2 separate regions of the Salmo salar genome follow, and region 2 is linked to region 1. Evidence: chromatin contacts called from public Hi-C data. All regions are on one chromosome and are shown on one strand. The core of a region is the stretch at or near the end of the contact, and the rest is flanking DNA. Distances in the headings are between cores, read along the strand shown. Region 1 overlaps LOC106608678 (zinc finger and BTB domain-containing protein 38). Region 2 holds the start of LOC106608676 (DNA-directed RNA polymerase II subunit RPB1-like).

Region 1 (3,747 bases), core at 980-3,479:
CTAACGTACTCCTAATAACCCTATCCTTTCCCGGATTTAACCCAATATCTGCCTTTAGTGAAAAACTATGTATAATTATGATTAGGTTTAAGGGTGAAAAGCCATGCATAAGTTGATTTAGTATCCCCCCCCCACAAGTGTAACAGCAAACTGTATTGCTTGGTGGTGTAGTACAACAACAGTAACAGCTAACTGTATTGCTTGGTGGTGTAGTACAACAACAGTAACAGCTAACTGTATTGCTTGGTGGTGTAGTACAACAACAGTAACAGCTAACTGTATTACTTGGTGGTGTAGCACAACAACAGTAACAGCTAACTGTGTTACTTGGTGGTGTAGTACAACACCAGCTATTGTTAAGCTATTGTTATTGTTATGTACTTTGAATTTGCTTCAACAAACACAGTACCAACCACCACTTCACCTTGTGGAGAACAAAGAATGTTGAGGAACCCATTATACAACGATTAAAATAATAGGGCATATCGGTTTTATCTCAGTGCAGATGTTCAAATCAGACATGAGACTTTCTTTCTGTTGGGTCATCAGGTTAATACTTTATTTGTTTGATTGTAGCGAAGAGGAGAGAGGAGAACAAGAGGAAAGAGTTAAAGAAACATGGAAGTAAACAAACAAGGGACTTTGGGAAAGCTGTGGCTACAAGCCTTTGTATCAGATCCAGAGACAACGTTATCAGGCAACATTAAAACATTTTATATATTTGAAGAAGAAAGAAAACGATAACGTATTTGTGGACTCTAAAAACTATGGCACAGTATTTACCTAAACATACACAATACCAAACTGTTTAGCCACGCCCCTAGAACTATGACCAGCTTCATAGCACACTAAACCACATGGTTTTTCTTCAAGTTATTTGCCATTTTGATCAATTCAGCCATATACCATTTACATTTCTTATGCCATAAAAAGGCACCTTGTCTGAAATCTGGAAGATCCTCACCATTTCAATACAGCTACGTTTAAATATATCAAAGCGGAGGCACAATTCATTTGAACTTACTAAACATACCGTAAATGTGTATATCATCACCAGAATTCACTCTTTATGTCTATTTGCAGACGTTTGGTCAATGATTGATTGCCATGATGGCAAAACTATGGCATAAGAAATGCTTTTTACAAAACACAAATATGTCCATATAGTGAAATGGCCTCAGATAGGTATAGTATGGAGAGAGTCTTTACAGCTGGGTAGGGAGGGGGGGGCTCTGGAATAAAACCACTGAAAAAGGCAACAACAAAAAATACAGGAGGTCCCTATACCCCGAGGGATATGCTGCATAGAAGCAGCTTTGTTTTGGTTTTCCTTTTTCACAGACACACACACACACACACACACACACACACACACACACACACACACACACACGAGACGCACAAAAGGCTTGTAACCACACCCAAGTGGAGGCCGCAAGCCCCTGCGGTTGGTCACGCTGTGTTTTCGTCCTCCTGCCCGAAACTAACAGCACAGCGGTGGCATCATACACACATACCCATTACACACTTCAAAGAGGTGGTGTAAAGTGTGTGTTTGTTTGGGGAGGAAGGGGGATAATTGGACAGCTCCCATACTGATTCTGAGAAATAAACGTGGCAGCTGCTCTTTTTGAAGGGGCTATACTCCGGAACAAATACAACCGAGACAAAACCGAGATTGAGAGCTGAGATAATGGGGGAAAAGGACAGGATGTGGAAGGAAAAAGAAACAAAGTTATGGAGAAGAGAAAGTGAGTGATTTTGGATACCTAGGAGGATATAAACTGTTAGGAAGCGAGTGTTGCTCATGCTTTAGTGGATACAGAACCCACGTTTCTTGACGTTCCTAGGACTGTACAGTATATATGCATACCAGACTTCATAACGGCTCTTTACACATGTTATTTTTCAAGTCAGAAAAACTGAAATCCATCTACCTTTAATGCATTTTGTACTTCAATAACCTCTTGACTAAAATTACATTCATATTTATAAGTGTACTCAAACCCCCTTTTGCTGAATCCACTTTTGTCTAGCTAGCAAAAGGGGGTAGAAAAAGTTAAACAAATCGAAAAATGTAGTGTAACACATAAATCACACAGAGAAAGACTCAGAACAGGAAAAAGTCCCACAGGATTCTGGGAAACTCAGAGCGGCACAGTGGATGCTGCTAATCGTCTCTGTGGGAGACGATTACGTCACCTCTCGCTTCTCTATCCCAGAGCGCAGAAGGAGGGAGGAGAGGAGCTATTGGAACACAAAAAGCTGTCTGAGACAAGCAGACCTCAGTGTGGCGTGATCTTACTGCGTCTTCCGACTCCATTCGCCTTGTCCTTTTCTATCTCCTTTCAGTAGAGGGGGAGGGGTCTTTTTGATTCTACATCAAGATGTAGGAAGCTCCGTTGAGGGGACTGACCTAGGTGCGCCCTGGCCTCTGTGTTTCTCTTTTAATCTCTCTCTTAGGATCACAGGAATTGCCCTGCCCTGATTCCATCTATGTATTTCCTTGTACACTCCCCCTCTCTTCAACACGGCCTGGCAAATGGAGTGGCTCTTTGGTGGACACCAGGGGGCATCAGGGGGAGGAAAAAGGCCACAAGAATAAAAAGGTTGACTGATTCTTGTTTTATTATTTTCAATCCTTGGAAGAAATGAGATGAGTACAAGGAGAACTGGAAGTGTATGGTCTACACTAGCCTATGATTGTCACCCAGTGGCCAGCTACAGTACATGTACATAACAGCTACAAGTGTCAAGTCTCCCCCCCCCCTGTTTCTAGGAATGTTTTCCAGCTGTTATGCACAAGGTAAAAACTAACATGAACCTCGAAGCAGACCTGGACTGAAAGTCATCTGGCCACTATGGTCTTAGGTTAGTGATCCGGACTGAAAGTCATCTGGCCACTATGGTCTTAGGTTAGTGACCCGGACTGAAAGTCATCTGGCCACTATGGTCTTAGGTTAGTGACCCAGACTGAAAGTCATCTGGCCACTATGGTCTTAGGTTAGTGACCCGGACTGAAAGTCATCTGGCCACTATGGTCTTAGGTTAGTGACCCAGACTGAAAGTCATCTGGCCACTATGGTCTTAGGTTAGTGACCCGGACTGAAAGTCATCTGGCCACTATGGTCTTAGGTTAGTGACCTGGACTGAAAGTCATCTGACCACTATGGTTACTGGAGGCAACATAAGCTCACAAGGTTGGTAATTGACGCAAATACAGATTCTACTCCAGGCAAAAGGTTCGCTAGAGTTGCTGCTTTGTGAACTGGAAATAGAGGAATTCCTTCTAATGCTTCTATGCACTGACCTATAATGCCTAGTCCATCCAGTGTTAGAATGTTGCTAACACCTCAGAACCCCATGGAGCGATCAGCACTCAGATGGCAGCCATACAGCCACACACACATCCACACACACATCCACACACACATCCACACACACATCCACGCCAAACAAACAGAAGCCCACCTCAGCATGCACAAACAGAATTCCTACATACTGTGCATGTTACCTGCTCATATAAAGCTCTCACAGACACTTGGAGCACAAGTTTACTAAAGCAATCACACATATCACACACTCACACAGTGTAATTTAATGCTCCGACTCCCACTGTGTCGAATTATGTCCTTTTTGGCTGATCCCTTCTGTCCCTAAAACAAAGCCTCCCCTGTATTTATTATGCGGTCAACAGAATGGGAAGCGGACCGAAACAAATGATTCGCAAAACACACCCTGTTAGCT
Region 2 (3,871 bases), core at 251-2,750, 33 kb after region 1:
CCTTTTAAAAATGAAACACTAGTTAGCTAGCCAATGCGCCTCTATTGTACTCGGTGACATTTAAACAAAAATCAGCGCTAAAATAATATCAAATATTTATTGCTCATTTTCCATCGTTAGTTAGACAGCCTATTCAATGGCGGGTTTTTACAGTGCCCACAAAGGGGTAACGACGTTAGATGGCTGGCTAGCAACTAACATTAGCTACATCGTGCTAACTACTTAGCCAGGGGTAGGCAACCCTGGTACTGGAGTGCCGACCTTGGAAATCAAGAGTGTTGAATTTGGGCAATCGCCGAAATTACCAATTAGTTGTTGGTCAGGTGTGGTGCCTAATTGGAACAAACTCTTGTTTTCTGCGGCACTCCAGGAACAGGGCTATTGACCCCTGATTTAGGCTAACGTGTAGGTAACTGTGTTATATATACACTTTTTTTTTAAAGCTGAACATTTGAACACTAACCAAACATTCTAGTACAACTATGTGGAAATCTGATTTTACATAGACTTTGGCTTGCTAACTGGCAAGACACTTACCGCCAAAGCCAAGCTGTCACTTCGTTTTAGACGTGGCCTTCCAATCTCGTCCCTATTTCAGAATATAAATGAAATGTCCATAACATTAACAAATTTTGCTCTAAAAACGAGTATTTCAAGCTTTCCCGTTTTAATTATGGTAAAGTCTTTCACCGTTATTATATTAAACACCGCAGGCTTTTGTCGGATTTTCCCAGTTGACTTACTTAAAATAACACTGATCACGCCGGCATGGTTTCCACTTGAGACCGAGGATTCTCGCGTAGTCCCGTAAAAAAAATTGTTTTGTTGTAAAGTAACAGTAACTTCGACATCTTCTTAAAAAAGTAAGAAAAATAACTAGTTTTAACTGATTTAAAAATAATAATACTAAGCGAAAAAAACACTTTAAATATGACTTTGATTTCCGAAAGGTCGAGGTAGGCCTCGCGAACGAGCTTCTTTTCCAAGAGTTGTTGCCGATCCAGAGCGAGACGAACGAGACAACGCGGATTTTTTTAATTTTGCTTAGAGAGGAAAAAATAAGAATCGGTGAAGTTCGGCAAAAATCGGAAGTAAGGCGGGTTTTTCCAACGCCATCGTATATCTATAGCCATTGGTTAATCTCTGTGTATTAATGTATATTAATGACATAATTGACCAACCACACTGCATTTTATTGAATATTTATAGAACTACAACCATATTTACATTGTAGCCCCGCCTCTGCTCTGTTCTGACCAATGGTGAGCATTTCAATCAATTTAGTGCCTGCCTTATGTTTCAATTGGTTAAAGAAGAAAACGTAAGCTACAATTGGTCATGCGTCTTATGAAATGTATTATTCATGTTATGATCTTGTGTAGCCAATTAACGTTTTACTACACAGATCCATAACCCGCCTCCTGACTGTTCAGCCCCTGCTTCGTTGAGTGTGTCAACCTGTACCAAAGTATCCAGTCTATATAAACACGCGTTGGCTGCTTTCAAACTCAGATGCGCGTAGAGCGCACTGGAGTGTAGATCAGGAAAAGGGAGGGGACAGCTGGTAGCCATAGTGGATAGGAGTAAAACGTAAATAAATAGACTCCAAGGGCAATAACCAACGTGGGTCTTCGTGATATCGCCTTCGGAGACATTCCGGTCACCGTTGGCGGCCTGGCCAGAGTCCTGGTGGCATTTAAAGCTGTTCTTTCTTACAAAAGCGGCGTGCCGAGGGAGGACGCTTCTCTTTGAATAGACAGGATGCACGGACCGCCCTCCGGCGACAGCGCATGCCCATTGCGCCTCATCAAGAGAGTGCAATTCGGCATCATCAGCCCAGATGAGCTTGTAGGTTTTGCTTTGGGGTGGGGGGATTCGTTTACTTTATGAACGTTCTCACATTGATCTTAACTGTACATGATAATACCTAGAATGTATTATGACAATGAAATGGATGTAGCAAGTCGTTTGCAGATAGCCTAGCTAGCTAAGCCATGTTGGAGCTTGAGCTAGCAACAGCATTTTTGTAGGAAGTTCGACCAACTTTCAGCACACACACAGTATTATTCATCTGAGCTAAGCCATATCATGAATCAAACTCCCTTTTTATATTGAAAGTTCTAAATGTAAACAAAGACCATTTTTAGCTACTTTTACTGAACTTGGCTATTTTGCACTACTATATTGGTGTTCCCTAAAAGTTAAATGCACAAACATTAGCAAGCCTAGATGTTCCGTCTTGTTATGACCTACAATATATGTGGGAGCTACATCGTAATAAAAGGTCACGTCAATAAAGTCAAAGTTATGCATGTTTTCTTTGTTTCATTATTAGTTTGGTATAATAGAATACATTGCTTACACAGTCCTTAATCATTGCATTGTCAATTTCCTCGCCTCCAATTGATTTTCATCTAATGAGTTGGTCCTCACACAAGTGATTTGTCAGATAGTACCAATATTGGTTTAGAAATGCAACTGATCGAAGTGTAGCACCATGTTCTAATTGAAGTGTAGGTACTGTCCATATCTTGATTCATTTACTGATTTTGTAGCAGTTATTTATTTGAATTCGTCTCCCGTGTGGCCTGTAAGAGGTTGGTTTGAGAAATATGTAAGCCATTTTCCAATGTCTGCGTAAACTTGTGACAGCTTTACTGTTTTGTGTATGTACTTGGGCTATTCATGTTTTGGAACCGGATTTGATGTTGACCATGGATGTGTCACTCTAGAAACGGATGTCGGTCACAGAAGGGGGAATCAAGTACCCCGAGACCACAGAAGGAGGACGTCCTAAACTTGGTGGGCTGATGGACCCCAGACAAGGGGTCATCGAACGATCCGGAAGGTGTCAAACGTGTGCAGGTACCAAAAGTTACCAGGCAGTCAATTTTCATCTCAATGATAATAAAACACTTGTTTTGAATTTGATAGTCATTTTTTTAAATTATTATTCTCAAACCCAAACAGTTGTGGCGAAGGTTAGGTCACCACTACCGTATTGGAATGTCATCAAAGCGTTGTTGTTTTTGCTATTCAGGCAACATGACAGAATGCCCGGGCCACTTCGGCCACATAGAGCTGGCAAAGCCTGTCTTCCACGTGGGCTTCGTCAACAAGATCATGAAGGTCCTCCGATGTGTCTGCTACTCGTGCTCCAAGCTTCTGGTCGACACGGTCAGTAACCCTCCGTTCCTAACTCATATCACTACCTACAGTGCAGCTACGCTACCTATATGTAACATGTACTAATCCGCTCCCGCATTCGATTCTCTTGTGAGGCTAACGGAAATTGACCAGCACTATACCTCCAAACATCTGCGCTGCACAGCATACACACAGAATATATAGCACTACATTAACTCCTGATATATCTAATTGATTGTCATTTTATGGGTATAAGCACTATGGAATAAATCGTGCTAATGATTGCATATTAGTTCTGGGAATTGCGTTACACATGTTCCAATGACTTGTTGATTTTAATTTTATATATATTTTTTATTTAACCTTTATTTAACTAGGCAAGTCAGTTAAGAACAAATTCTTATTTTCAATGACGGCCTAGGAACAGTGGGTTAACTGCCTTGTTCAGGGGCCTAACAACACATTTTTTACCTTGTCAGCTCGGGGATTCGATCTAACAATCTTCTGGTTACTGGCCCAATGCTCTAACCACTAGGCTACCTGCCGCCCCATAAATTATGTGATGGTCTTTCCTTCCTTCTAGAATAACCCAAAGATCAAAGACATCCTGCAGAAGTCCAAGGGGCAGCCCAGGAAGCGTCTGACCCACGTGTACGACCTGTGTAAAGGCAAGAACATCTGCGAGGGCGGAGAGGAGATGGACAACAAGTTTGGAGTGGACCAG

What was found. A called contact is a pair of places that touch in the nucleus more often than the background predicts.
Region 2: a contact with region 1 is called in a Hi-C map of muscle, with 4 times the contacts expected there. The contact joins the promoter of LOC106608676 here to the enhancer-like site in region 1. A contact is called at or near these places in 2 of 3 Hi-C or Micro-C datasets (gill and muscle).

What each region holds. Positions count from the first base shown.
Region 1 is chrssa07:15,194,057-15,197,803 of Ssal_v3.1, forward strand. LOC106608678 (zinc finger and BTB domain-containing protein 38) reads right to left here. Exons shown (of 2, transcript XM_014206777.2): 2 at 1,343-3,747. Among protein-coding and RNA genes, the nearest start is that of LOC106608682, 9.9 kb to the left of the region's middle. Within about 2 kb of position 2,230, at least 3 of the 13 cell types and tissues checked have an H3K27ac peak or open chromatin away from gene starts, as enhancers often do. A contact at or near this core is called in gill and muscle, where this site is marked.
Region 2 is chrssa07:15,227,789-15,231,659 of Ssal_v3.1, forward strand. LOC106608676 (DNA-directed RNA polymerase II subunit RPB1-like) reads left to right here and starts at 1,501. Exons shown (of 32, transcript XM_014206776.2): 1 at 1,501-1,848; 2 at 2,733-2,865; 3 at 3,041-3,177; 4 at 3,731-3,871. The coding sequence starts at 1,762. LOC106608677 (a long non-coding RNA gene) reads right to left here and starts at 1,070. Exons shown (of 3, transcript XR_001329562.2): 1 at 744-1,070; 2 at 538-589.